7 separate regions of the Mus musculus genome follow, and regions 2, 3, 4, 5, 6 and 7 are each linked to region 1. Evidence: chromatin contacts called from public ChIA-PET, Micro-C and promoter capture Hi-C data. All regions are on one chromosome and are shown on one strand. Each heading gives the region's core, a stretch centred on a gene start, on an enhancer-like site or on the middle of the called end of the contact. The rest is flanking DNA. Distances are from core to core; before and after follow the strand shown. Region 1 holds the start of Bcl2l11 (BCL2-like 11 (apoptosis facilitator)). Region 2 holds the start of Dusp2 (dual specificity phosphatase 2). Region 3 holds the start of Tmem87b (transmembrane protein 87B). Region 4 holds the start of Kcnip3 (Kv channel interacting protein 3, calsenilin). Region 5 holds the start of Fahd2a (fumarylacetoacetate hydrolase domain containing 2A). Region 6 holds the start of Zc3h8 (zinc finger CCCH type containing 8). Region 7 holds the start of Zc3h6 (zinc finger CCCH type containing 6).

The links. Promoter capture Hi-C pulls out the DNA fragments that hold promoters and counts their contacts. Hi-C and Micro-C count contacts between places; a contact is called where the count stands out from the background. ChIA-PET counts read pairs in DNA pulled down with a chosen protein or histone mark.
Region 2: a contact with region 1 is called in an RNA polymerase II ChIA-PET map of memory CD8 T cells, with 39 read pairs. The contact joins the promoter of Dusp2 here to the promoter of Bcl2l11 in region 1. A contact is called at or near these places in 2 of 39 promoter capture datasets (liver and pre-B cells) and 1 of 115 datasets of contacts at active chromatin or transcription factors (memory CD8 T cells).
Region 3: a contact with region 1 is called in a Micro-C map of embryonic stem cells, with 7 times the contacts expected there. The contact joins the promoter of Tmem87b here to the promoter of Bcl2l11 in region 1. A contact is called at or near these places in 8 of 39 promoter capture datasets (the 3T3-L1 cell line, 3T3-L1-derived adipocytes, the HPC-7 cell line and 4 more), 7 of 484 Hi-C or Micro-C datasets (embryonic stem cells, erythroblasts, myocytes and 1 more), 1 of 115 datasets of contacts at active chromatin or transcription factors (extraembryonic endoderm stem cells) and 2 of 9 other capture datasets (adipose tissue and liver).
Region 4: a contact with region 1 is called in a promoter capture Hi-C map of liver, with 2.9 times the contacts expected there. The contact joins the promoter of Kcnip3 here to the promoter of Bcl2l11 in region 1. A contact is called at or near these places in 3 of 39 promoter capture datasets (the 3T3-L1 cell line and liver) and 1 of 115 datasets of contacts at active chromatin or transcription factors (pancreatic cancer cells).
Region 5: a promoter capture Hi-C map of liver shows a contact between it and region 1, with 3 times the contacts expected there. The contact joins the promoter of Fahd2a here to the promoter of Bcl2l11 in region 1. A contact is called at or near these places in 5 of 39 promoter capture datasets (cranial neural crest, frontonasal cranial neural crest, liver and 1 more).
Region 6: a contact with region 1 is called in a promoter capture Hi-C map of liver, with 1.9 times the contacts expected there. The contact joins the promoter of Zc3h8 here to the promoter of Bcl2l11 in region 1. A contact is called at or near these places in 2 of 39 promoter capture datasets (liver and pre-B cells) and 1 of 115 datasets of contacts at active chromatin or transcription factors (astrocytes).
Region 7: a Micro-C map of embryonic stem cells shows a contact between it and region 1, with 3 times the contacts expected there. The contact joins the promoter of Zc3h6 here to the promoter of Bcl2l11 in region 1. A contact is called at or near these places in 2 of 39 promoter capture datasets (cranial neural crest and liver), 3 of 484 Hi-C or Micro-C datasets (embryonic stem cells and uterus) and 3 of 115 datasets of contacts at active chromatin or transcription factors (embryonic stem cells, extraembryonic endoderm stem cells and fibro-adipogenic progenitors).

Annotation. Positions count from the first base shown.
Region 1 is chr2:128,123,852-128,127,917 of GRCm38.p6, reverse strand. It overlaps Bcl2l11 (BCL2-like 11 (apoptosis facilitator)), which reads right to left and starts at 1,880. Exons shown (of 4, transcript NM_207680.2): 1 at 1,666-1,880. Acoxl (acyl-Coenzyme A oxidase-like) reads right to left here. Exons shown (of 18, transcript NM_028765.3): 18 at 4,025-4,066.
Region 2 is chr2:127,334,561-127,338,705 of GRCm38.p6, reverse strand. It overlaps Dusp2 (dual specificity phosphatase 2), which reads right to left and starts at 2,547. Exons shown (of 4, transcript NM_010090.2): 1 at 2,069-2,547; 2 at 1,808-1,929; 3 at 1,238-1,457; 4 at 329-1,125. The coding sequence starts at 2,468. The coding sequence ends at 911. Gm46762 (a long non-coding RNA gene) reads left to right here and starts at 3,155. Exons shown (of 3, transcript XR_003953899.1): 1 at 3,155-4,145. It also overlaps a transcript of Astl not described here.
Region 3 is chr2:128,816,073-128,819,888 of GRCm38.p6, reverse strand. It overlaps Tmem87b (transmembrane protein 87B), which reads right to left and starts at 1,586. Exons shown (of 19, transcript NM_001355629.1): 1 at 1,386-1,586. The coding sequence starts at 1,550.
Region 4 is chr2:127,519,667-127,523,665 of GRCm38.p6, reverse strand. It overlaps Kcnip3 (Kv channel interacting protein 3, calsenilin), which reads left to right and starts at 2,274. Exons shown (of 9, transcript NM_019789.4): 1 at 2,274-2,428. The coding sequence starts at 2,414. All of the region lies in intron 2 of Gm35478 (a long non-coding RNA gene), which reads right to left.
Region 5 is chr2:127,442,822-127,446,600 of GRCm38.p6, reverse strand. Fahd2a (fumarylacetoacetate hydrolase domain containing 2A) reads left to right here and starts at 2,036. Exons shown (of 8, transcript NM_029629.2): 1 at 2,036-2,184.
Region 6 is chr2:128,941,705-128,945,829 of GRCm38.p6, reverse strand. Zc3h8 (zinc finger CCCH type containing 8) reads left to right here and starts at 1,810. Exons shown (of 9, transcript NM_020594.2): 1 at 1,810-1,982. The coding sequence starts at 1,906.
Region 7 is chr2:128,965,471-128,969,501 of GRCm38.p6, reverse strand. It overlaps Zc3h6 (zinc finger CCCH type containing 6), which reads right to left and starts at 2,100. Exons shown (of 12, transcript NM_178404.3): 1 at 1,666-2,100. The coding sequence starts at 1,697.

The sequences.
Region 1 (4,066 bases), core at 631-3,130:
TTAAGAGACATCCCTTTGAAAGTTCCACACCTAGCTGCGCGTTCTTGGCAATACCCGGCGCAAGGCTGACTCTTTCCCTCCCCGGGCCACCATGCCGAGACTCACGTCCGCCCCTTCCCTTCCGAGCGCGGCGTGTTGCGCCGATCGAACGACCCCTGCACGTCGCCACCGAGGAGGCAAGGGAAACAAAGCCGGGTCCTGGGCTCCAGGGCCCCGCGCCTGCCCGTCCGCCCTCCGCCACGCTCCGCCGGGGAGCCGAAGGTTTCGCGCGCCGCGCCTCTGGCCCGCGCTGCACCGGCCGCCGCCGGGATCATCCTCCGCCTCCTCCCGCTCCGCCCCTAGCGCGCAGCTCCCGCCGCCGCGCGGGCACCGCCAGCCCTGCGCCCCTGGCGCCGGCTGCCAGTGCTCCCCCATTGGCCCGCGCGCAGTCGCTCCCCATCGTAACCAATGGGCAGAGGCGGTGGGGGCGGCGCCTACGGGTCAGGCAGCCGAAGGCAAGGCGATTGTTGACAAACTCGCCGCCCAGCGCCGCTCAGACTGTGCCGGCCACCGCAGCTCCGGCTGGAACTTAGGGGGCCGGGCAGCTTCGCTTTGCGCCCCGCCCCACCCCTGGGCCAGGCCGGGACGGCGCGCGCTTTGCGGGAATTCCCGCCGCCAGGGCAGCGGGACATTAGAGACAAAGCGAGACACGCACCCCTCGGAGATCCGCGAGGCCACGATCGCACTCCAGGCCATTCCGAGCCAAGTCCCTAATGCCTCCGCAGTCCCCTGAAGAACTTCTCAGCAACTTCACCTGCTGTGTCCCCATGTGCTACCGAGTGCTACCGACACGAACCAAATATGAACGACCATCTCGGGTCTCGGGCATGCACATCCAGACCTCTGCCCCCACTGTTCAGTTAGCCTTCCTCAAGCAGTGCCTGCCCCGTGGGCAATAGGCTTGCGAGCTCAGGGGTCCGCCAGCCTATGCGACTGGGTCCCGGTGCAATCGGGCTAGGAGTAGTCGGCTAGCTGGGGCTTGGAATACGCGTAGCCTAAGTGGTCCTAGGGGGGTTACGGGGTTTCTTGTCTCCTGTAGATACGGTGTTCCTCAATATCCACAGGACGGTCGCAAAAGGAACCGGGCCGCCAGGGACATCCGGAAAGGAAATTGACCACTATGGCCAAACTGACTTGAATGGGTACAAGCAAAGTCTGGGCGCGTGTGATTTTAATACTCAAACCTCCGCAATGAACCCGCGTCAGCGAAGAGTTAAGTCTACCCGCCCGCCGCTACCGCGCGGCTACTTCTCCCGGGCCGTCTGGGTCGCCGCGACGCTTCCCGGCTGGACGCACTACCGGCACCACGAAGCGGGACCTCGGCTCCAAGCCGAGACCACGCGCCCTCCTTGCCCGCGAGAGATGCCTCAGCGGCCCCTCGTGCGGCATTGCGTCCCAACCCAGTCTTCGGCTAAGTGCCCGCAGCTTCAGTGCCGACAACCCTTCCCCAAAAGTGCCTTGGCACGCAGCGACCTCGACCCGACTCCCAGCGTTCGCCTCCTGCAGCCACGCGGGACAAACCAGTGCCTCCACCCGCACGTGCGACACCAGAGACAGATGAAGCCGCTGCGGCGCCTGTCTTCTATCCATCCCCAGCCTGCGCCCCGGGAGTCGCGGAGTGTTTACCTTGCGTTTCTCAGTCCGAGAATCAGAGTCAGACATTGGGTGGACGAGGGCCAGGGGAAGGGCGCCGAGGCGGTGGCGGCGGGAGCAGCGGAGGTGGTGTGAATCCAAGTGGAACACAGCTCGCAGAGCGGCTGCAGGAATCCGGTGACGGCGACGATGGCAAGGACCGCAGAGCTCCAACCAGCTGGTGACCCAGTGCCTGCGGGGAGCGAAGTGAAAGCAGCCTGCTCTTGAGACTCTGCGGTAGTTGAGCCCCCGCCCCCGCGCCCAATCACCGCGGGCTCCGCCCCCGTTTAGTCCGGCCCCCGGCAAGCCGGAAGGTAAGCCCCACCCCCCACGGCCCCCAGGCCGCTGGCGCGTGCAGGCTGCGACAGGTAGTGGGGAGGGTGGCCCCGCCGGCTGTCCTGCAGTTTGCGTGCGCCGCCCACCCCGGCGTGTTTACCCTAGTGTCTTGGCCTGCGGGCAGCTGCATGCTCGCCCATCCTCCACTCAGAATGTACCCGCCCCTCCCCGTCCGCCCGTGGCGGCCACCTCGCAGAGCGGAACTTAGGGGGCGCTCAGGGTACACTGCTCTGTGTCCAGCCCGGCCGCGGGCGCCAGTTGGAAGCCTCAGAAGGCGTCCCTCCGCCCTTGCTTTGCACAGCTTCTCAGCCCCAAACCATGAGGATTAGATTGGTGCAAGGATGGGCACTGGCCTTTGACTGTCCTTTCCTAGAATTCCTGACCTCCGGGGGACTCAGATCAGCAAGATGCTCACCCCTCTTCGTCTGCGCCTCAAGCGAGATTCTTCGTCGCCGCCGCCTTCTGCCTTCTGTCCTCCTTTAGGCTCTCCTTAGTGTTGTGTTTGTGTGTGTGTGCTGTTGTTGTTGTTGTGGTTTATATGTTTGTTTCCCTAGTGCCCAGTTACTTAAGAGGCAGAGGTGGTGGTGAGAAGGACAGTTGAGAGACAAGAGAAGCGGGAAGCTTCAGGGAGCGATGGGCGGGCACGACAAGCATATAAAATAGGGGAATGAGAAAGTTAGCTGGAAAAGAATAACTACAAGGAAAAGGAGGGGGGCTACCAAGGAAAGACGGTTGTGCCATGAGCGGTGTTGGGAGCCTCGAAATGTTTGGGGCTCACAGTGTACGCCAGGAACTGTCTATCCATCGGTCCGCCGATGCTGGCGACCATGGAGCAGCGGAGTTCAGGCCGAGCTGGGAAAACCATAAGGGGGTCGAAAAAAAAATCCCTTGATCTTCCTGAGGCCTTTGTGATTCCAACAGAAGTCTGGAAGTCAATGGCGCCATGTGCATCCCCACCCCCAGCCCCTTCTCTCATAGCGGCGGCCCAAAAAAGCTGCTCTGGAAATGGAACGTCCCACTCCCCACACGAGATTAAGGAAACTCTATTAATGGGCTACCCAACCTGCATCCAGGCTGGCAGTAAGTAGGACGTAGCCTTTTCTTGCAGAACAAGTGTTGCGACCTGCCGTCCCAATCAATGTTGGGCCATCTTGGTCATTTTGGTGTTTGTATGCGGATCTAACGTCACGGTGACACAGCACAGCCCCATGCTAAAGTCTAGCTTCTCAAGTGAATCCTGAGTGAGATCAAAGAAGCCATTGGTTCCCAGGGAAGCTGGGGTGTTCAAGGCAAAGCCTTGCTCCTGCTGGAGGTCAGGGGTGATCGCTACAAGAGCGCACAGGGCAAGGGCGTGGATGAAGTCAAGTACACCGCCGATCCAGGTCTGTCCTGACCAAGGTCTGTGAAGCAGTACTGTGCCTTGGCCACTCGGCATCCCACCCATGCAGCCCAATCTGCTACTGCTACTCTGGGAGTCCAAAGCCAGCAGCAAGTATTCTGCGCCCTCAGCGTGGAGCTAGGCGCCTCATACTTGGACTAGAAAAGAACCATACAGGGGTGGGAGGTGGGGGTGGGGAAGCGCTGGTGTTTCTTTGTAGGAGCAGGCTGCTCTGGAGTCTTCCGATTCTGCAACCCTGGACATGCTAAAAGAAAATATACAGGCACTGGGGAAAGCAACGGGTTGGGCTATGTGCTCTTTTTTAGGTCCTAATTAGGAAGCCGGCCTGGAGGCGGAGGCTCTTGCATCACCAGGGAACAAGGCAGTCAGGGGAGCTTCCACCAAGTGCCTCAAGTCAGGTAGCCGCGGGCCTTTGGGCCCATTCAGCTTTCTCTGGCTGTGTCGGAAGAACTCCTGGGACCGGATTTGACAGCAGAGAAGAGCAGCGTGGGAAGGGCCAGTGGGTCACTGGTGCCTTACTGAGGCTGCCAGCGGATATGGAGGGAGGGGAGCGAGTCGATGGCTAGAGATGAGAACGAAACTGGGCAACACCAAGTCAGAACACAAATGAGAAATTCATTTCCGCCTGTGTAATCTCTCCAAATTCCAAAATCACTTTAT
Region 2 (4,145 bases), core at 1,298-3,797, 790 kb after region 1:
AGAGCAGAGAAAATGGGCGCCAGGGGTAGGTTATGCACCCTTCATCCAGGGAGCCAGTGCCCTCTGATCTAAATGCCCTCAGTCAACACATACCTGCACACCACACACTAGGTAAATGTGGGGTCTGATCAGGGATGCACAGAGCCGCTGTGAGGCTGAGGCCGACCTCGGCCTTCCTAACCCTCCCAGTTCAACCACAGGCTAGAACCTGTATGGGAAAGAGCCCAGCCCAGGCCAGCCCAGGCCAGCCCAGGCCAGCCCAGGCCAGCCCAGGCCAAGGCAGACCACTCAGCCATCGCAGGCACAGACTTGAGACCAGACAATGTGGTACTGCTCTTTTTTAAACAAAACACTGTTTTTATTGACACAACCTCAATGTTCTATATAAATATAAAGTGCTGTTTCCAACGCCCCTCCCTGGCCCACAGGGCCGGGAGGAAGTTGGGGAGAGAGCGTTAAATGTCAGTTGAACACAAATAACTTTTCAGCACCAATTACAGCGAGATGCCCACACACACACACACAAAAGTCAGATGTCCGTAACATGACACACACGTCACTTCCTGGCTCCCCTGGGAGCACAAGGCTTAAGCTTTGGGTCAAGGGCTGCACACCCCTAGACATGGTTTCTGCTTGTCACAGCTTGTTTTCTGAGCCCTTGGGTGACCAAGGGCTTTAATATAGTAAATTAATTAATTAAATTAATTTCTGCAAGTCGAAGGAGGGAGAGCAAATAAGGGCCAGCCCTTATGCCACCTCAGAAGAGCACCATATCAGAGCAGCCGTCATCCTGGATTTCCTAGCACCCCAGTGGGACGGCAAGATGAGGAGGGAGGAGCTGGGCCACAGCAGCTTCCCCCAGGAGTCAGTCAAAGCCAGAGCTGTGGGTGGGGCCAGGCTGGGCTTTGCCTCAGTGACACAGCACCTGGGTCTCCAGCTGTAGCAGCTGCCCCATGAAACTGAAGTTGGGGGAGATGACTCCCCGACGTTGCTTAACAAAGTCAAAGGCCTCGTCCAGCCGTACCCGGTGGCTCTGAATCAGGTATGCCAGGCAGATGGTGGCTGAGCGAGAGATGCCAGCTTGGCAGTGCACCAGCACCCGGCCCCCACTATTCTTCACCGAGTCTGAAAAAGAAATGTGGAGCCGAGAGTCAGACAGGAAGGTGGACAGAGGAATCAGGTGCCTGTACCTTCTCCCCTACAGTTCCCACAGAACCCTGGGCTGAGGCTCCCCTACCTATGAAGCTGATAGCCTCCTGGAACCAGGCACTTATCTCCACCATCTGGTTATCTTCTACTGGAATGCTCTTGTAATGGAAAAGACCCTCAAAGTGGTTGGGGCAGCTGGCAGAGACATTGAGAACTGCTGTGATGCCGCAGGCCTGCAGGCCCTGAAGATCTGAGGAGTGGTTGCAGCTGCCCAAGTACAGGTAGGGCAAGATTTCCACAGGACCACCCTGGAGGAGGAAGGGGACGGTGGTGAGACCTCACTCAGCCTTGTGCTGGAGGGCTTGATCCAGACATCTTGGATTGGCTAGAAACAAGAGAAGCTCTAGGCCTTCTGACCAAGGACAGAATTAAAAGTCTTGAGGCCACAAGGGGACATATGTTCAGACACTTTGTGCCACATATGCCTTAAAGTCTGTATGAGGATATATACACGTTCACACCATTTGCAGGTCACACAAACACTCTCCACATCTGGGAATGTATATTGGAACACACCCCTGTCTTTCCCCACTGGCGTTCTCCAGAGGCATCCCTCTAGAATGCACAATGAAGACAACAAATTCGAATATCAACTCACCTGGTCATAGATCGGAACCCTCGGGTCAGAGTTGCTATTTTCGGCCCCAGCAGGAGGCAGGGCCTGGGCAGGAGCTTCAGAGCACAGATCCGGACAGTACGTCTGGAAGCTTTTGAAACCGCCTGTGGGAAAGACAAGAAAGGGTATGATTAGCCAAGAGGTCGGGAACGGGGCACGGAACGTGGGACAAGGGGCTAAGAGCGCGGGGCGCGGAACATGGGAGAAGGGGCGAAGGGCGCAGGGCGCGGGGCGCGGGCTCACCTCGCAAGAAGCACACGGTCGTGGGTCCCCCGCGCATCTCGTGCTGCAGTGCGGCTAGCAGCAGGTGAGCGGGGCCGTCCGGCGGGAGCTCGGCCACAGACGCGCTGCTTTCATCCAGCACCACGGCACGGGCCAGCTCCCCGCGGCCCAGGCGCGCCCGGAGTGCGCGGTCGGGCAACAGACAGGCGAGGGCAGCGGCGGGGGTGCCGCGCGCACGCCGCCGCAGCAGCGCGTTCCAGGGCACCGGTCGCGCGGCGCGCACGTGGCTCCGGCAGAAGGCCAGGAACGGGCGGCAGTCGAGCAGCAGCGTGCGCTCGGCCTCCCGCGGCTCCCGCAGCAGCGCGCCCAGCGCCGCGCACTCTAGCTCGCACGCCGTCTCCAGCCCCATGGCGATCGGCATCGCAAAGCCTCCTGCTTCCGGATGTCCTCTCCCTCGGCTCCGGCGGCGCGGTGTCTGTGTGGCGGGAGCTGACGGTTCTGGGGGCTCTTCGTCGAGCCCGGGCTTAAATACTCGAGGGCTGGCCCCTCGGGTCACCATACAAGGGTAGAGCAGGAAGGCGCCGGTGCCCGCCCCCGCGGCTTCACGTGGGACTCTGGCTGGGCCGCCCCCGGGGCTCCCTGAGCGGACAGGGGGTGGGTGGGGCGGGGCATCAGGGGGAGGGACACGCGGGGGAAGAAACTGGGAACCAGACCGTGACAAGTGTCGGCCTGGAGTCTAGAGGCCCCACCCACGTCTCTCCAGTGTATATGCCCCAGTGCTCCCCACTCTTTGCCAGGCTTCAAGCCACTAAGTGCTTAGGAACTCAGCTCTCAGCTGCACCGAGCCTTTGAGTTACTCAGGTCTTCAGCTTCCTCACTTTTCCCATTTTCTCCCAGGGTTTTCATTCTAGGAATTTCGATAGCAAAAATGGACAAATTACCTGTTGCTACCCATAATGATACACTATTAGGAAAGACACCAACCGTCAGGAAATTGTCCTATTCTCCCATGTCAGGCCCAGGCCCAGGTGGAGGAGTCCTGGAAAGCCAAAGCCCTGGGGCAGGGGCGGGGGTGGGGTGGGGTGGGAGGGGCTTTAATGGGGAAGGGGCGCAGGGGCCTGTGACGAGTTTCCTCTTATGACTGGGACAGTTTCTTTCCCCAGGGGCCCAGGGAAACCCCCAAGAGCCTAAAAAGAAGTAGTTCCCATGCCACAGGCCAGGGCTAAAGAGGAACTCTGTTGACGATGCTGGGCTCTCCCAGGGCATAGCCAGGCCTGGCGGGAATTTCAGGGGAAGAAGGACTATTCACAGAACCTGTTCCCTTCCGACCCCTTAGGAGCTACAAACCCCTCTGGGACAGGCCCTGGTCCCACACCAAACTGTAAGAATGAAAAACTGGGTAACTCACAGCCATTCTGTGCTCCCCCACTCAAGTGCCTGCCCGCCCCCCCCTCCCGGATGTGGTGAGGCCCAGCTGCACGTGGGCCCCCCGGGACACTCCTGCGTTGGGGGCGAGAAAGTTGGTAGGTGGCTGAACTGAAGCAGGCGGGTGGGGACAGTGTTCAGAACCCAGCCTCCCAAATCTTTATTGCCCTGAGCCAATCCTCTGCCTTTACTAAGACCCTTCCAGCATCCCTGCAGATCCTTTGTTTCTTGGAGGCCTGTGGCTAGAACCTGTGGGGACCCCTAACATAAGGTATGGTAGGTATATAGGTGCTCGAGCAAAATATTATGCCTTTCCTCTTGATTTGGGGAACTTGGGGCTTGTGGGGGATACAGAATGCCAGGGAGAGCTACGAGGACTCCTGGACCAGGAGTCATGGACTTGTGTCTCAGTGGCACGGTCATGCAAGTTGGTTCCAGGGCCACAGCCTGGGTCCCTTCCCACCAAGCCTGTCTGGAGGCTGATACAGCACAACTGGCAGCCCAGCCAGGGAGTCTGGACCATAGATCCCTGAAGCTGATAGGGGGCTCTTATCCTTGGCATCAGCCTCACAGATGACTTAATGGCTGATTCCAGGGACAAATTACAGAGCATGGAGGGGGACCATCATGTCTAGTCTTGCTGAACAGAGTCACCTGCCATGCCTGGAGCCAC
Region 3 (3,816 bases), core at 337-2,836, 690 kb before region 1:
TTCTTACTATCTGAAGTACGCTTGACAAAGATCTTTTGGTACATGCTCAAGCAACAGTTTTCATGGAGCTGATTCACAATGCTCTTATTTTGAGTTTGGAAACCGGCTTAACTGCATTCACTAAAAAAGCAGCAGGAAACCATAAAGTGTGCTTCAACAAACATTGCTTTTTATTGATGAGAAATACAGCCATAGAGATGGGCAGGCCCTATCGTGGTAAGTATACAAAGACATGTTTCATTCTCTCTGTTCTAAAAGATACATTTCTGACAACTTGATATAAGAAAAAAATAATCATCCTGCTTTTTGCAAAAAAAGGCTGCTGACACTACCAGCCTGAGCTACACAGGAAATAAACTCAGCCTGAACAAAGCATATGACAGCTAAAAAAAAAAAAAAAAAAAAAAAAAAATACTGGGCACCTACTCAGAAGAATCTCAAACGCAATGAATACACTGAGCCGGGCCACAGAATGAAGCCTACACTTGAGCCTCTGCAGTTTTGTGTTTGGAAGTATGTGCACCTTCTGATACTACTTTTGGTTGAAGGAATATAAATATAAATGTCACCTTTAGAACTTAGACGCTGTTTCCACACATCCCAAGCAGATCTGGGCGAGTCATCTGACTCTGGACTCAAGACAAGGCCGCTTCCCGATATCCTGTCTCTTTTGCAAGACTTTGCACAATTTGGTCTCTGCCTTCTTCCCACATCATCTCTTAACCATACAGGACGTCAAGTTCTCTAACGGCCTGCCCAGTTACGGAAGTTTTCATCCATCAGACTCGCCCTTTAAACACTCTTAAGCAAACACCCTGTTCCACAGACACGCGCAGAAGTCATGAACACTAAGGAATATACAGAAACTCAAGAAAAATAAGAGAGGCGAGGTGACTTTATGCACGACTGTAGAGCACACTCAATTTATGCTCTAACAGAAAGGCTAGACAAACCTTGTGGCCTTGTGGATGTGGCCCCAGTAGTAGTAACCTAGCCGAAGTATTCGGTCCCAGCGATGCCGCTGGGAATGCAGAGATTGGGGCTCTGAACTGAAGAAACAAAAGCAAGATCTAGAGACACCGTGTCAGGACAGTGAGAGGCGGGTGGAGAGCCTCGCGAGCAGCAACAACATTTGGAAAGGGAAGCCGTCTTAGGAAAGCACAGTGGGACCGCTCTTCCCAGAAGCCTAGGCAGAGGAGGGGGACGCTCCCTTCCCAGAGCCCACTCTAGACAAAAGGCTCAAGAAGCGCGTCAGAGGACCCACCGCTGGTCCCAGAGAGCCCTAGTGAATGTGCCCAAGGCCAGACTGGTCCGCAGGCGGAGCTATCCAGCCAGGGCCCTGGAGCCTAAGAAGCGCCACGCCTCAGTCCCTACAGAGCACTTACGTCATTGACCGTCCTCGTCCAAAGCCCGAGCTCGGGGACTGCGTCCACAGCCGCCGGGACCCAGCACAGGAGACACAGGGCAACTCGCAGCAGCTGGGCCCCGGCGGGCCGGCGGCAGAGGAGGCTGGGAAGGAGGCCAGCCTCAGACCGACAGGCGGCAGCCATCTTGACGCGGACGCCGCACCTGCGCTCCCGGAACCCGGCCACGCCCCGGGGCCGCACCTGGCTCAGCTCCGCCCCTGAAGGGGCGTGCCCACGAGGGGAACGAGAGCACGGGCGTGAATGCGGAGGGGGTCTTGGGCTGAAGCGGATAGGCGCTGTTAGAGGAAATAGGCTCAAACCTGGAGCAGGGCTTCAGGGCCAGGCCTGGAAGGAACCGAGGAAGTGTGGAGGGAAGGGAAGAGAGTCCAGAGGGAAACCCGCCCACGGAGGGGGCGGGGCCTGGGAGGTGGGGCCGGGTGGAGGCGGGGCTGAGAAGGTGGGGCCGGGAGTGGAGGCGGGGCCAAGACCTTAATTGGGGCGGGACTATGGGCACGGGGCGTGGTAGGGAGGCGGGGCCTTCCCGGGAGAAGGGAAGGCGGAACCAAAGTGTGGAGGCGGGACTACAAGATTAAAAGGGCCGAACCTGGGCGGAACTAGAAGCTGCTTTAAGGGGAAGGTTGTGTGTAGAAAGATGGAGGCGGGGAAAAGAACAGGGAGAGGAGGGGGAGGAAAAAGAGGCAGGGCCTTAAGGGAAACTAGAAAGGAAAGACCTGGCTGCAACGCAGTTGAAAGGTCAGCTTGCAGAGCAGGGCCCCGAGGATAATGGGGCACTCTAATGACAAGTTGCAGAAATGAAGATCCTAGTACTTGGGAGGTGGAGGTAGGAGGATCGTGGGAATTCAAAGACAGCCTATAGCCACATAGCAAGCGTGAGACCAGCGTGAGCTGCACAAGCTTGTCTAAAAGCAAAACAAAATACTTGTCAACTAAGGGGAAAAAATTGTTTCGAGAGCAATAGTCAGGTCTCACCAGTAGGTGGCACTAGGAAATTGATGTTTTATATGAATTTGAATCTTTCCTGAAGGTGTTTTTTTAGTCCCGATTAGATTCAGTAGGAGTTACTGTTTATACCTCTAATTTCCTTATTTTAAAATAGTTAACTATTTTTCAAGCACATTTAAGTTCACAGTAAAATCGAGAGGAATGGATCTCTAGAAAGTTCTAATATCGCCCTGGTCACCAGCTTCCTCTGCTAGCAACATTCCACACTACAAGGAGTACCTTTAATAGAGACCATTAAACCAGTAATCAATTCAGAACTGTATCTTACGGCTCATTAAATATCTCACAGAGGTATCGATCTCCGAGTAATAGACTAAACAGGGAGTTTACCTTATTGAAGAGCAAATGGAATATTGAGATGGTCCTGAGGTTAAAGGCACTTGCTGCCAAAGCTGACTACCCACAAGGTCCCAGAAACAGACTCTGGAATGTTGTTCTTTAACCCCCAAATACTTCCCACTCAATACATAAGTAAAATGTAATTAACATTTTAAAAGAGTAATTATGGGCTGGCGAGATGGCTTAGTGGTTAAGAGCACCCGACTGCTCTTCTGAAGGTCCAGAGTTCAAATCCCAGCAACCACATGGTGGCTCACAACCATCCATAATGAGATCTGACGCCCTCTTCTGGAGTGTCTGAAGATAGCTACAGTGTACTTACATATAATAAATAAATAAATCTTTAAAAAAATAAAATAAAATAAAGGCACGAGCCGCCACAAAAAAAAAAAAGAGTAATTACTTTTGTTAATTAGATGCTTCTTATTCTAGGGTAATTTCATTTCCAAGGAAGAGTGGCACTAGCATTGCTTCCTTGAGTTAGTTAGGCTGTATTTGTTATCTCCTCCATCCACAACACTCAGCCAGGGGCCAGGGTAAAATCAATCAAACCTAACACAGCAAAGGGCCATCAGCAGGGGGTGGATGTAGTATTTGCCCAATATACCCTGACCCTGGTTCAATCAGCACCACAGAAAGAGCTAATGGAACAGGGGACACTGGTCACATCCTGGGGTGTAGATATAAAAGAGTCTGGAGACACTGGCCACTCCTGCAGAGGACTCGGGTTCCATTCCCAGTACCCATATGGCAACTCACAACCTCTGCTCCAGTCCCAGGGCATCTGTTGCCCTCTTCTGATCTCACTGGTCCACAACACATACAGGCCAAATACTCATACACATAAATAAGTAAATCTAAAACATATTTTTAATTTAAAAAGCCTATAGCTTTTTTTTAATCCTTATATTTTAGAGATTTCTTTAATTTAGATGCTTCTAGAAGCAGTCTCTGGAGTAAGACTCCAGTTCATCAGGAAAGGATCATAAATGGCAATAGGTTAGCGTTCTTGAAATTCATGCGGTAAGGTTCTAATCTCCAGCTCATC
Region 4 (3,999 bases), core at 1,025-3,524, 600 kb after region 1:
ACATTTTTGGAGCTCTTGCGAGATTAGACCTGACTGCACACAGCGGTGGCCCTCTCACAAGGAAGGGCTGTGAAGCACGAGCCCTGAGAGATGTCCCTACCTGCTCTCCAAGGCCCAGACACAGAAACGGCCTGAGGGAAAGACATGAAACTAGAGGCTTGTCAGAGCTAAGTCTGAGAGGCCAGAGGAGGAAATAATTGAGTCTGGTCGGGAGAGGTCTTGAGCAGGAACTGGGGAGGGTTCAGAGGACTCCAAGGTCTTTGGTTGTGTTTTTGTGAGTTTCTCTCTTGCATAGGAGGAAAGGGCTCCAGTCAGCTGTAGTGGCCCACAGCTGAGTCTTCGAGTGTTATAATACAAAGAAGAAAACAGCCTCCTGAAATATGGAATTATCCCTCCTTCTTCCTCATGCAATCTGTACCCCACCCCACCCCCGGCCCACCCGAGGAAGCCACAGCCAAGATCCATCACCCTAACAGTTTTCAAACCACACTGGACCTCCTTCAGCATCCTAAACCTTTTTGTGGGTCAGCAGGCCCCCAATCTTCTCAAATTCCAAGAGTTTAGGGGAAGTCAGCCTGTGCCCATGTGGCAAAGCAAGGCTGAGGTCCACTTGAGGAGATCTGCTTCAGCCCTTTTCGTTCCTCCATCTCCCAGAGACCCTGGAAGGACCCCAGCAATGCCCAGGCCCTGGGAAAGTCTGAGAGGACCCAAGGAAAGGGGGTCAGGTGACTTGAGGCTCCTGGCAGGGCACAGATGCCCATTCATACGTTTTATGAGGAGGGCCTGCTGGATAGGGCTGGGGAGGTTGCTGGCTCCCTGGTAGGCCCAGGACGGAAGGGTTCTGTTCTAGGCTGGCTCTGCCACAGCCTGTTACTCCCAAGGAGCTCCTATCAGAGGAGTGGAATCTCAGCAAGGGAGCCAAGCAGAGACTTGTGGCTCTCTAGAAAGAGGCACTGACTTGGAGTGGAGTGCTCAGACAACCCTGCCTCTCAAAAAATGCCACAAGTAAGGACAGGGCTTGATTCCTGAATCGTGGACATGTAACTGGTGGGTAGAGAGTTCCTCCAGAACTGGCTCTGAGTGAACACAGTCTGGATATACTGCTTTGTTGGATAGGTAAAGACTCAGCTTTCCTGAGTTTTGCCATCATTAACATAGACTGGGATAATGACCCTTTTCTTCTAAGCCCACTATGCCACTCCAAGGCCTTATGGGAATTTGCCTAATGCCAAGTCAGTTTGGAAGATTGGCACTGACCCCGGAGCCTCTGGGACCCTTGTCGTCCTCTTTCCCAGAGAGCCCTCTGTGGGAGAGTCTCTTGCCCGGAGTGAAGTCCTGCTGTGCAGATGGCAGAACTGTCCCCTCCCCTCTGGGGACAGCTTTCCTGCCTCGGGATCAACAGCCCCAGGGTTTTGCCCGGGGAGGGTCTAGCAGCTGCCGCTAATTGGCTGACTCAATAAAAAGGGGGTGGGACAGGGTAGGAAGGGCAAGCAAGTGCTCCTGGGCTTTCTGGGAAAGAGGGGATGGCTCAGGCTCTGTTTCCATGGGAACTACTGGCACTGGCAGGCTCCTCCGGGCGCCAAAAAGGGAAACTTGGCGCTGGTCTCCGTACCTGGCTCCTGGTGGATTCCCTTGGGCATTAGAAAATGCCCAAGAGCTTGTCTCCCACAGGGCAGGAAGGAGCCTTCCCGAGGACGGTCAGGACCCTCGATCCCTTCTCCATCCCCAGGTCCCACGCCAGGAGATCTAGGGGAGGTCCCGTGGTTGCTCTGAATGCCTGAATTTGGTCCCAACCTCAAGTCAAAGGACAGTGAAACTGGGAAAGTGTGAAGTGCTCGCTCCAGCTTGGAAGGTTTTCATACAGCAAGGCCTATGAGGGGTCGCACAGAGGTGACTAACAGATAGGGGAGAGCAACAAGAGGTGTTAGGACCCCAGGTGTTACCTTAGTGACGTAATCCCAAGGGCTCCTCTCTGTCCTGCGCAGGGACTGGTGGTGGAGTACCCTCCCTTCTATCCCTGTGACTGGGAAGGGTAGGAACAGACCCTGTACTAGAGGGAGATGAGAACCAGGGACAGACCCTGAGCCTAACTAAGCAAGGGGGGTTGGGGGCCAGATAGGCTGAGAGGCCAGGACTAGGAGCACAGGAAAAAGAGAAACTGGAGGTTGTCAGGATGGAGGCGAAGGAGGGGGGAGATAAGAGGGGGAGGGAAGAGGCAGAGGAAGAGAGGTGGAGCTAAGACTCGGAAGGAAGGGAGGGTGGAAGGAGTGGGCAGGGGGCGGGAGAGAAACCTCCAGTGACAATTGCGTCTGGGTCCAAGCAAACATGAGGCAGCTGCCAGCCGGACCAAGCAGTCTGGCTTGCTCGGGCTGCAAAGCGGGAAGATTAGTGACGGTCCCTTTCAGCAGCAGAGATGCAGAGGACCAAGGTAGGCGCTGAGGGGCTGAGGACTTGCCTGGACTTGGGGAAGGTGGGGCTCTGATGTTGGTCTTGACTAGAGAGTATTTTCACAGTGGTCCTTGGCCCCTACTCTCGCTAATCCATATAAGGGAAAGTAATTGTTCAGAGCATTCCTGCCTGGGAGGCTGGAATCCCGTGGCCTTTGGATGGAAGAGGCTCTGGGTGTCTGTGGACAGAAGAGAAGCTTGAAATTAGCTCCATGGCTGGTCCTGTTCAGTTAGGTCCTTGGGGCAGGGGCTGGGGTAGCTGACCCTGACCCTAGCCTCATAGATCTTAGTGAGACACAGGAGCATGGAAAAGGATGTCTTATGTGTGTGGGCAAGCCAACGGGCAAAGCTTTCAAGTAATCCATCAATGAATGAATGAAGACCCCCCCTTCTTCTTAAAGCACTATGAGACCCCTAATAAAATCACAAACATCTCTGCCTCTGTGGAGCTGTTGGGGGATGGAGAGAGAGGGGAGGCAAAGAGGCACCCGGTACAAAGTTCAAGAAATAGTAGCCAGGTGAGGGGAAGAAGAGAGACAAAAAAAAAATTAAAAAAAAAACAAAAGGTGTGCTCCAGCTTAGCACCGACCCTCAGAAAGTCTGACCTGGATGCCGCACACAAGTCCAGGGTAATCTTGCTTAGGGGGAGAAAGGATCAGATCCAGGTCCGGTTGAATGCCCCAAATAAGGAAATCAAGGTCTTATTTAAAAAAAAAAATAGATATTGGGCTGGCATCTTACAGTCTTTCTTCCCAAAAGATGTCTTCCTGCCCCACTCCCAATGAGGGCAAGCAGCCCAGAGAGGGCTGGAGACTGATTTCAGGCCATTCTGCCCCAGAGTCCAGGTTACTATCCCTGTCCTCTGGTCCAGTTCCCAGAATACCATGAAGGATCTGCAGATGGAACAAAGCCCTTTGAGCACAAGGGCAGGGTACCTTGAAAGGTACTTTCTCTCTTGTCACACCTGTCTCTAGAAAGCTCTGGACTGGCACAGCAGAAGCATAAACAGCTCTCTGTCCCAGACTCACATCCACACTCAGATGATAGGTGAAGCTGTGTGCATCTACAGACATTGGACACACAGATACCCTATGACTGTACCCCTCCCTCACAGAGCCCAGCAACGTGACTCTGTGTGTCCACAGATACAGGGAGTTCTACAGCCATGTGTGCATAGACCTGCACACAGCTGGCACTGTCCATCAGCAGGGGATAGCATAGCCCCCTTCCCTTTACCCATCTCTGGTGGCTCTAATTCCCAGAATTCTTCCTGGGTCCTTAACCACTACTCCCCTACCAGATGAGCAGAGTGTGAGGTCAGAGTCCCATAGTCCACTTGGCTGTTCTATTGGCCATTGTGGCCTCCACTGTGCCCACCATTGGCTCCTGGGCACTCATGGAACTCATTAGGCTTATGGCTGCCCCCTGGATTTCCATGTGTAGCTTGGCCCAAGATGGAAGCCAGCACCACAGTGACAGTGGAGCTGGATAAAGTCCCTACTGTCCCCTACCAGTAGGAGATTATGGAGGTAGCAGGACGGACAGCAACTAA
Region 5 (3,779 bases), core at 787-3,286, 680 kb after region 1:
TGTTTTGTCTGCATGCATGTCTGTTTACTACATGCATGCTCAGTACCTATATGGGCCAGAGAGGGTGTCAGATATCTCAGAACTAGAGTTACAGCTCGTTGTGAGGCACCATGTAGGTCCTGAAACTCAAACCAGGTCTTCTGAAAGAGCAGCAGGTGCTCTCAACCACTGAGCCATCTCTCCAGCCCACCTCCTCTCTTTCTGCCAGCCGTCCATGCCACCATCAACAGTACACATGAATGTCCTGGCTGAACTCTCAAGACAATCAACAACACTGAAGAAAGAAGCAGATGTCAGTCCCTTATTGGCATGCTCTGAAGTTATTGTCCAGTTTCTAACTGTGAGGATGAAGCCTGATTTTACCTGAGAATTTGTAATCGTTGATATCAGAGCTAGGAAGAATGTTGTCAACCCCACAAGCAGGCTAAGCAACCATGGAGTGATGAGTCCCAGGTTTGATGTGCAGCTCCAAGACCTAGAGCATAGCAAAATCGCCTGCTCCTGTCACATCGGTTTGGTTTCATTGTGCTGTCAACCTCAGCTGACATCATGAACTATGAAGAAGAAAAACAAAATCACACAGGAAGGAAAGCCCTGGTCTTTTTCTAGGATTGAAAACATTGGTGTTAAAAGAAAAAAGAAGTCAGGTGTGGTGGTGCATGCCTTTAATCCCAGCACTCAGGAGGCAGAGGCAGGCGGATTTCTGAGTTCGAGGCCAGCCTGGTCTACAGAGTGAGTTCCAGGACAGCCAGGGCTACACAGAGAAACCCTGTCTCAAAAAACCAAAACCAAAAAAAAAAAAAAAAAAAAAAAAAAAAAAAAAAAAGCCTCACTGGGAAAAAATAAGAGGAATCTAATAAAAGCCTGTGCTTCTTCCTGGGGCAATGGAAGCCTCGGATGCTCTGTCTGGACCTTGATTCACTTAGGAGGCTCCTTCTCAGAGTCCCCTTTACATTTTCATAGGCCAGAGGACTCGGGGTGTGGTTGTAGAGGATGTTTCCACCCGAATGCCTGCTGCCTGGACTTGCCCATCACCCCACACACACCCTTTTCCCCCTAAAATAAGGTTCGTGAAGAACAGGGTGCTGCTACAAGTAGGTGAAGTTGGTGAGCCCTGACAAGCCTAAAAAGTAGACAGGCCACCATCTGTCTTCACTGTGTGCATTAAAGAAAAAATGGTGAAAAGCTGGCTACGACTTTGCCAATGTGGTCACACTGGAAAGAAAAGAGAAAAGACAAGAAAGGAAAGGGGAAAAGGTTCAGTGACTCCCCAAAGTCCATCTTTGGAGTCCCGACATGAGGTTCAGATTCTCAAATAGAAAGCAAGTGGTGTACATAACTAAGCAGTCTTGGTCAAGGTGTGGTCTTGCCGGTTATTGATCCACCATTATCTCAGTTCCAGTCTATCCCACAAGATAGTCTGACCAGTTGCCAAATCTGTGATATAGCTTACTGGGTGACAAAACTCCTCCTCTAGCTGGCACACACAAGCTTCAGTCTTTTCTTTCCCCCAGCACACAAGATTCATGGGGGAAAGCCCAGTAGCTGAAGGAAGGACACAAGTGTCTTTTGCCTTCAGAATCGCTTCATACCTGCCAAGACAACTAAATAAGTGGTTGGACGAGCCCTTACTGGCTCAGGAGCCATCATGGGCAAAATCACTCCTAGCCTTTATGTTTTCTCCACGAATACAACACATATAGACATCCCTGTCCTTGGTGGGTCAACATTAGAGCACAAAACTACTTGTTACTGTCTACCAGAGTGCTTCCTGGACAACTATGAGTAGGTGCCTGGCCCAGAAGCAGCGCCTGGCCAGAATTAGAAGCTCAAAGGTCGGATGCGCTCTCTCCGAGCCTGGGTATCCCAGGGTCACCCTGGAGCCAGCCACGGTCTCCCCAAATGCACACACTAGGCACCTGCTGGAAGTTCTGTGGCTAAAAGAAGTACCTAACAGCAGGAGGGCGGACTTCCGGGAGGAAGCAGGTGTCCTCCTGGTGGCGACAGCTTCGTGACGTCACCATATCGCGACTGCGAAGGGGCGGTCCCTATATTCCTTGGAGAAGAGTTAAGTGCTTGCAGCGGTACTGGCTGTGGCTTCTCCGCCCTCCCCTCTTGTCCTGCGGCTCCGCAGGCGTCCGCTGACAGCGCAGGAAGCCGGACAAGTCCGGCTGCAACGACCAGGTAAACTGAGGCTAGGCCAACTCAGAGGGAGTTGAACCGGACGTTGGGAGCCGAGTGGCTGACCTCGGTTCCCAGATCAGCAGGGTCACACGCACGGCGCAGCGCCTCAAGCTGCCCATTGCTGTGCTGTTTGCTAAGGGACCTTTGTGCTGCGAGTCATAGTGATTCGAGAGAATGAAATAACCTGTGAGCGCCCGTCACAGATTCATCATCAGCGGGGCTTAGAGTTATCAGAGAGCAGGTGTTCTGCCTTACCTCCACGGCCATGACCATGGGCTGGTAGCAGTTAGGACCTGAGAGGAGTAGGCAGGATTGAAACTAGATTATCTTGCTTGAGAAGTATCTTGCTTTTGAATTAAGAACTTCAATGTCATCTAGACATGGATTCAAATGCCAATTTTCTTTTAGCTGTAAGACCCTTGAACCTTAGGCAAACCAAACCCCTCTTACCCTATCCAAGCCTTGGCTTGTTCATCTGTAAAACTGGACCAGCAGCACCTGCCAAGCCACCGTCAAGAGAATTATAGTAGACCTCACAAGTGAGACACTTGGCTTTCCCTGGGACAGTACTGTTTTAGTGTATGGTGTGACTGGTCACATATGCTGGACCAGCCTTTGGACTGTGGCATGGCGGTACTTGTGTAAAACGACAGAGCAGGAGATGGAAAGCCTTTGGTTTTCTGGCCAGACTTGCAAGCTGGCACTCTGGTGATCCTGAACAGGGTAGGTTGGCTCAACCAGGTGAGGACCAAGAGCCCTGAACTGACGGAGCTACGTCTAGCAGTCTCTCTCATTTTTAGTATAAAGACGTGTGTGTGTGTGTGTGTGTGTGTGTGTGCGTGTGCGTGTGCGCGTACGCGTACTTTAGTCTTTGAGACAGAGTTTTTCATTGGCCTGAAACTCAACAATTAGGCTAGACTGGCTGGCTAGCAAGCCCCAGGAATCTACCTGTCTCCACCTATCCGGCACTGGGATTACAAGCATAGACCACTGTGTACAAACTTTTTTATGTGGGTTCTGGGGATTTAACTGATCTTCAGGCTTTCAGTGGAAACATTTTACCAGCCATGCTGTCTTCCTAGCCCCACACTGGTTTTAAAAGAAAGCTATCCAGAAGGGAGAGGACTCTGACAGGGAATGAAGACCAGACCTAGATTAAGACAAAGAAAGGGAATGAGTGAGGATATAGAGTGCAGATTATCTGGGGAATAGCTCAAGCTAGCATGTGCCTTCCAGGCCGGCACCTGTACCATTAAAAACAAAGGCAGCACGATAATGAAGCTTAACTTTGGGTGGAGCCTGGAACTCATAGCAGGCCCTGAACCTTTTCAATGGTATCCAAGAGGTCTGGATCTGAAGAAGGAAGACATGGGCCACGTCCCAAAGTTGATCATCACTAGGCTTTTCCAAGAAGTGAAAAGTCAAGTCCCTTGCACCTTCCATCTGTTCAGTGGACAGAGGCAGTGCAAGCCTGTGTTCCATACACAGCAGCAACAGTGTAGGCTCAGTAGTTAAAGAGACAGACATTGCTACTGAACCCAGGGAGATAGCTAAGCAATGTGTGAAGCCAAGTATCTGGGCTCTTGGTGCCCTGA
Region 6 (4,125 bases), core at 561-3,060, 820 kb before region 1:
AGTTCCAGCTAACTAGCATCAATTGTCCCAGTAATCCCTTCTATTCTGGACTCTAAAGCCAGAGCCACATGGCTGAAACTGCAGAGTTATGCTGCTTGCAGGAGCTGAAACATGACCCTCTTGTTCTATGACATTATCACCAGCTTTCTGTTTTCCAACTCCTTCACTGCCTAAGCTTGGCTGTCCTGGATCTTGCTCTGTAGACTGATCTTGAACTCAGAGATCTGTATGGTTCTGTCTCCTTTAATGCTGGGATTGAAGATATGTATCACCATGCCTGGACTTAAAACTTTTCTTCACCTAGAACCTGCTCTGTTCAAGGCTGGACATAAAGTCAGAGATCTGCTTGTCTTTGCCTCCTGGAATTAAAGACCTGTACTTTGCTGTGTGGATCTTGGCCTAAGGTCAACACTTCCTTAATTCAATTTAACCTCCTTGAACATAAGATTCAGTTCCATTTCACTTCCTGGTGCCCCTTTAATGTCAACCACATATTTTGTATTTTTCCTTTCAAAGCCTGCTACACTTATTCAAAAAAAAAAAAAAACCTCTTCATGAGATTTAACCAGAGAACAAAGTCTATGTTGGGCTTTTTTGAGACTTCCTTTGTCAATGCAATTAATATATATATTTACCTTAGCCCCACATAGACTCTCAGACAAGGGCAAAAAGCAGCCACATTCTTCACCAAAATACCACAAAAACAGTCTCTATGCCACAAACTGAAAATTCTTCTCTGAAACCTCTTGGGCCTGGTCTGCACAGTTATTCTCAGCAAGTCTTCCATATTCCTACTAGGATGGTCCATTAAGCCCCATTTAAAACATTCCACCGCTTTCCAAATCCAAAGTCCTGAAATCAACATTCTTCCAAACAAAAGCATGGTCAGACCTATCCCTGGTACCAGCTTCCATTTTTTTTTTTCTTGGTTTTTCGAGACAGGGTTTCTCTGTATAGCTCTGGCTGTCCTGGAACTCACTTTGTAGACCAGGCTGGCCTGGAACTCAGAAATCCACCTGCCTCTGCCTCCCAAGTGCTGGGATTAAAGGCGTGCGCCACCACGCCCGGCTACCAGCTTCCATTTTATTTAGGGTTTTACTGCTGTGAACAGACATCATGACCAAGGCAACTCTTATAAGGACAACATTTCATTGGGGCCGGCTTACAGATTCAAAGGTTCAGTCCATTATCATGAAGGAATGAGCATGGCATCATCCAGGTAGGCATGGTGCAGCAGGAACTGAGAGTTTTGCATCTTCATCTGCAGGTCTCTAAGACTGCACCCCCCCACCCCCCCACCCCCAAATAGTCTTAATACTTAGTACTTTCTATTGAATTTGCCTGCTTTAAATATATTTATGTGTTTACTCAGAAGAGATCGTCTAGGTTCCTTTTTGTGCAATTAATTTTGCTTGGTCACCTGTCAATTTTAAAGGGGCTGGAAGAGATATATGGCTCAATAGTTAAAACATAAAGGTCTTGCGTTCTGTTCCCAACACTCATGTCAGGTGGGTTACAATAACTGGCCTCCGCGGGCATCTGCACTCATTCTCTCTGTCTCTCTCTCGTACATATAAAAATAGCACAGCTTTCTAAAGAAGAATCCTAAAGATTATTTTAATTTTTTAACGACATTGTAGTGCTGCACTAAGGAACGAATCGGACATAAGTACAGAGAGTTGCGCGTGCGCAGCTCAGGCACCGAAAGCCTCCCCACCAACGGTGAGAACTGCGCATGCGTGGTAGGGCTGGCCAGGTCGCGCGGAGTCGCGCCCAAGCAACATGAGCGCGAGCGCGTGCGCGTGCGCTGGGCGGAGCGTGTGGCCCTTGGCGCGACTGTAGCCTCCGCTTCGCTGGTTGTTCAGTACCTGCTCGGCGTGGAGAGGAACGGTCCCTGTCTGAGTTATGGATTTTGAAAATCTCTTTTCAAAGCCCCCCAATCCGGCCCTCGGCAAAAAACCGGCCGCCGACCCTGAGGAAAGGTGATCCCCACGTTCTGGTCCTTTGCAGGGCACCGCTTGGGCTCCGCCCCCTCGCTCCTGGAAACCGGCGAGCCCTGGCTGGCGCGTGGGCCGGGACCGGAGCGGGGAGGTCGGAAGGGGAAGTGGGGTGGAAGTCAGAGTAGGGACTGCGGGCGAGGGCAGTGGCCGGGCGGCGGGAGGAGGCCCCAGCCTCTGAATCTGCCCCCAGGGGCCGGCTGCTCCCCTTGCACGTGCGCTTAACGTGTTTGCTGTCAGTCACCTCCGAGGTGGCTTTGCCGGCACCTCGAGAGTTGAAGGATACATAGACTGCTCTGCCAGTGATCCTGAACCAGAACTCCCAGAATAAAGCAGCAAGCATCATTTCGGCTTAGTTTTTCTGTTAATTTGGAAAAGCGTGTTGTTAATCTCGTACTTAGTCAGAGTGCGGGATTTCTGTGCAGATACCCACTCACTTTTTAGGTTTTTTTGGTTTTTGGTTTTTTTTTTTGGTTTTTTTTTTTTGGTTTTAATTTTTCGAGACAGGGTTTCTCTGTGTAGTCCTGGCTGTCCTGGAACTCACTCAGAAACCCGACTGACCCTGCCTCCCAAGTATGGGATTAAAGACATGTGCCACCACTGCCCGGCCCACTTTTTAGTTTTTTGAGTTGATAATGCCCTCAAACTCCATCTCTCCTAAATCCTTGTCTTCTATGTTCTCTCTTTCCTCAGTGGAACCCTTGACACATCCTTCACGAGTTTTTTTCCACCCTCATTAAGATAACATTACAGTGTTGGGCTGGGCCTATTAATCTCAGCATTTGAAAGGCAGGCAGATCTTGGGAGACTGGGACCAGCCTGGTCTAAATAGCAGGTTCCAAGCCAACCTCAGCTACATAGGGGAAACACTGTTTCAAGGGGAAAGGATATATGTATATGTTCACTGCTCAGTCTCAAATACCTTAGTGGAAACTGTTAGCCTAATTGGGCTACCATAGCTTTGCTGTGTAATTAATGTGAAACTTTTTTTAAAAAAGATTTATTTGTTTTATGTATGTGAGTACACTATAGCTGTACAGATGGTTGAGAGCCTTCATGTGGTTGTTGGGAATTGAATTTTTTTTAAGGACCTCTGCTCGCTCTGGTCAACCCCTCTCAATCCAGTTGGCCCTGCTCCATCAGTCCCTGCTTGCTCCGGTCCAAAGATTTATTTATTATTATACATAAGTACACTGTAGCTGACTTTAGACGTACCAGAAGAGGGCGTCAGATCTCTTTACGGGTGGTTATGAGCCACTATGTGGTTGCTGGGATTTGAACTCAGGACCTTTGGAAGAGCAGTCAGCGCTCTTACCTGCTGAGCCATCTCGCCAACCCTAATGTGAAACTAAAAGTTTCACATCAACCTTAAGAAGAAAGTGATGGTCTCACATTACAGATGAGAAAATTGAGGCATAGAGGATTAAGGTGCTCAAGTTACTTCATTACATATGAGTTCATCACCCAGCTTCTAAAGCAGAATCATTCATGGAAATTAAGTCCTGTTGATACTGTGAAGAAATGGACACATTACTTGCAGGTGATAACATGTAAGAACAACAAGAGAAATGAATTATAATTTTTAACATGTATGAGAACTGAGTAAGGTTAAAAAAATAGTTAACACTTCAAACATGTATAAAACAATATACCCACTTACTAAAGTTTGGCTGAAATATGTAAGGGATACTTGGATTGGCCAAAAGATAGGTGAAAACGGGTCTGAAAGTAAGGTGTGTGTTTGTATGCCTGCTTTTCACTTTGCCTTTAGGTCTTTTTCAAGGTTTTAGATTTCTGTATTTTTCTCTTAGTTTGTCTTTTGATTTTGCCTGTAAACTTTTTTTCAGTGCACTAAAACATGTTTTGGTTTTTTTTTGTTGTTGTTGTTTAATTTATTTTATATGTATGAATGTTTTGTCTGCACCAGGTGTGTCCATTGTCCTTGGAGGCCAGAAGAGGAAAGTAATCTTACCTGTGGTTGTTAGTCACCAAATAGGTGATGGAAATCAAGCTAGGTCCTCTGGAAGAGCAGCCAGTGCCCTTAACTACTAAGCCATGTCTCCAGCTTGAAGCAGGGGTGACTTTGTTCCTGATAGGAATATTCATTTATTTAAAACAACCTCTACTG
Region 7 (4,031 bases), core at 851-3,350, 840 kb before region 1:
GACAGGCTGATCTTTTTGAGTTCTAAGACAGACTGGTCTACATATCAAGTTCTAGGCCAGCTAAGGCTAAGGAGACCACCTCTCAAAAGGGATGGGGGTAAGAGAAAACCATGGTGTCATTGTTCTGTAGAAGCATTATTTTGATTTCTAAACTTGGTGACACGTTTTATTATGTAAAATACATATTTCTACATATTCAAGTTACACTATCCACTAACATGAGATTTCCTTTCATATTAATGAATTTTAAGTACATCAAGTCACTGGCTTATCAATAGACTTCTCAACATTATTAGTTAATTCTAGGACCTTCACTTTTAAACTTTTTTTAATAGGGCAATATTGGGCTATGAGTGTAGCCAAGTGTTAGAGTACTTGCCTATCACACAAGAGTCCTTAGGTCCATTTGACAGCACTGAAACTACAAAGGTATCATCTTTTTTAAAAAATCATTAAAAATGTCCAGTGCAAGCTTCTGCACTTATGTAAGAGCACTTTTTACTATCTAAACCTTGCTACATGCTTCATTGATGTCTTTCTAGAGAATTATCATTACATTAGTGAAGTTCTTAGGATTTTTTTAAATCCCTTTCAAGGTTGCCATATATTTTGGCATTTAAAATTTCAATGATTTTTGTTGGTTTTTGTTGTTGTTGTTTTGTTTTGCTTCCTTTGTATTTAGGGAAGGAAGGTGAGTGTAATGCTTTATCAAAAGCATATGATATTTATCAGGAATTCTTAAGTCTTATGGGCCACACTAGAACACAATGTATCTGAGACTATTCACAAAGCAATGTGAGGATGTCCACTTTCAAGTCAATATTCTAAGTAGGAATCAGCTGAATGAGATTTGGCACCAGGAGTTTTAATAAAAGTCCTCCTCTGACACCTTTAAAAATTTGTTTATCAATGTCAAGAGTATATTCTGTAAATGCCACCAAACCTTTGAATGGTGCTAAGAATGTGCCTCTCAGAGCACAACAAAACTAAAACTGGAAAATGAGAATCTCAGCTAAATAGTCAAATATTTATTTAGCACCTAGGAAATCAGGTAAAGCTAAAACTCTGCAGTCTACTTGTGTTAACGTATTTAATATGAAAAACTGCCATTTCACTTTCCTGGAGGTTATAGGACTGCGGCAGACACATGGCCTGGGAGTGGGGGATGGGAGGGAAAGAGACTCCCCAACCCCCTCCAAAAAAAAAAAAAAAAAAAAAAAAAAAAAAACTAAACATGTTTATTTTCAGAGGTAGACTCGGGTCGGAGGCAAACATCCACTAGGCCTACTACTGAGCTTTTGGGGCCGGTTCCAACGGGGCTGCCAACGCCGGTCACTGGCCTGGCGGGCAGCGGCCGCAGCCGCGCCGCCGCCCGCGTGGCGCCGACGACTGAGCCGGGCCAGGGGCGGGGGGCTCGCACGTGCCCGGCGGGGGCGGGGCGGCGAGAGCGACGGCGACCCCGGCTCCGGGAGGCGGGCGCGGCCGCTTCGGCCTCCCCCGCGGCGGCCGGCAGGCAGCGGCGGTGGACGAAGGTGCGCGTCACGGAACCGATGGAGCCACACAGAGACGTCTAAGTCATGCAGGAGGCGCCCGGCCCCGGCCCGCTCCCGCCGCCCCGACCCCTCCTCTCATCCGACAGAAAGACAGACAAGAAGGGTTCCCGACCTGTCGTGCCCTGCATGTTCAGAGTCTGTCATGTTTGGTCAAGAACGGGGCGGGGCTGGAGGGCAGGTCTGGAGGCCGGCGGCGGCGGTGGCGGCGGCAGCGGGGCGCGGGGAGGACCCCTGCGCCGCCTGCGGGCAACCCTGTCCCCGGCCGCCGCCGACAGGTGACGAAGTGGTAAAAACTCACGGTTACTAGTGAGCGACACAGACACAGACTTTCCAGTCTATTAACAACCAACGCCAGAGAGATGGGGCTCTAACTGCAAAGACTGGGCAACGGCCCCGCGCTGCCGGCGCTGCCGCTCTAGTCTGTATTCGCCGCCGGAGGCTGAGGCGTGGGAGCCGGCGGGCGGCGTGCAGCGACGCGGGGATTTGGACAGTGGCCGTAACGGTGATTTCTCCTCACCAACATGGCGGCACCCGAAACAGGCGGCTCAGAAAATGGCGCCGGCCGCAACACCTTGCCCGGGACTAAAGGGCAAGTGGAATTCCTCCGCGAGCCGCGGCCCTCTCCCAGCCCGCCGGTGCCGAGCGCACTAGCCATTGGAGGAAACTGCCCGTCAATCACTTCCAGGGGCGGGCCTTTAATACGCTCGCTGCGGCAGCGGAGGCAGCAATCTGATGGGTGTGAGGCCAGGGATGCGGTTCGGTGGCGCGTGGAGTTATATCGGGCGGGGCAGGTCACCCCGCCAGGCCTGCTGTGTCCACCAGGTCCTCTGTGCCCATTTCTCGATGTTCCTGCGAGACTCGTCGTCTAAGGCTTTGGAGTTCCGGACTCATCACACTGTCCCCCTCCACCCCGCCACCGTTAACTGCGCGACAAAGAAAGGAACCCAGGACTGGCGGTTTTCTTTGTTAAAAAGAAAGAAAGAAAGAAAAGCTTTCTTTGTTGCCGAAAGAACTCGGAATCATCCTTAAGCCCTTAAACTTGTAGCTGTTATGTCTCCGTAGTGTAAGGAAGACTGCCTGCCATGCAACTTTTTCTGATACTAAATTCACCCAGTCCTTACTTGACGATTAAAAATAGCTATTGAGGTAATTAAAACATGATCTTGTGTCTGTTAGCGGTTTAGATGTGGAATTCATTCGAGTATTTCATAAGAACAAGACTTCATTTCTTCGTATGTCCATGGCCTTCAGACGTATTTCCATATCCTTCAGAAATAGTCTTGAAATGATGAGTAATGTATACTTAGTTCTGAAGGAAAGTTAATTTTTTTTATTAAAATGATAAGCTTAAATGTCCAATATTTCTAAATACACGACGTCTTTTGTCTTTGATGTGTAAATAACGTGCATTCAAAGAGCAATTGCGATTAGATAAATGTGAAAAGAGAAAAAAAGTTATTTAGTTGAATGCAGCTATTGACAAGACTTGAACCCTGACAGATCTTCACGGCCCATTATAGGAAACTTTCAAAAGGCACATCTGTTTTAACTAGAGAAGCAATATTATTAGTTTTTGGAACTAAAATGTAAAGCCTCTTCATTTAATCGTTTTACTAGGAACAGTGAAAGGCTTTTGAGGTGTAACAGCTGCTCTTCACAACTGCATTTTCTGCTTAGACATTAAAATAATGATTTAGGATTTGAATTTGATTTTTTTTTTTAATAAAAAGAAAATCTTTGAACTGGTACACATTTGAGTATTGCTGTTTTCAAATTCGTTTGGAAGTTTAAACGCACACCAAAATAAATTCTGGGCATTAGCTTACTCAGAAAAACAACTTTTGAAATGTTGCCTCCAGACAAAATTAACATACTGACACACTTGGAAGGTCCAATTGTTGGCTATCTAGGCCAACTCAAGCCACAAGGAAAGGATTCCCTGTGGTGTACTCTATTTGTAAACTTTATATACTTTATAAACCCTCAAGGCAGGAAAGCCACAGCTCTCAGCTGGCTGAACACAAAGCAGTCAGGCCCCGCACCCAGACTTCCCTAACAGCCCTAAAGGTCATCTTCTAAGGGCTACTGCAGTCATTCATTCGCAACCTGAGCTATGAAAGTGGCCAAGAAAGTGCCCTACAAGAAAAAAAAAAAAAATCCCGCCACCCCCTGAAAAGGAAGTCTCATTAGTCCCTGGCTTGTCACAGAAACCAGTTCCTGAGCATGAAAACCAACAAATCCCTGAGCAGAAAAATTCACCAATCCCTGAAAATACCAAACTCTGGACTTGAAATCCCAACAGTCCTCAGCCTGGAAAACTGGACAGCTCCGCCCCCTAAGAAATCCTATGGAAGGCCTGCCTTCAGCTCAGTCAGGGGCTGTTTTCTCACCTGAGCAGAGGCAGCAGTCCTGCGGTTTTCTCTCCCAATAAATCCCTTGTGTGAGGTTTGTTGTACTGTGTGACTTTGTGCCTCCCAA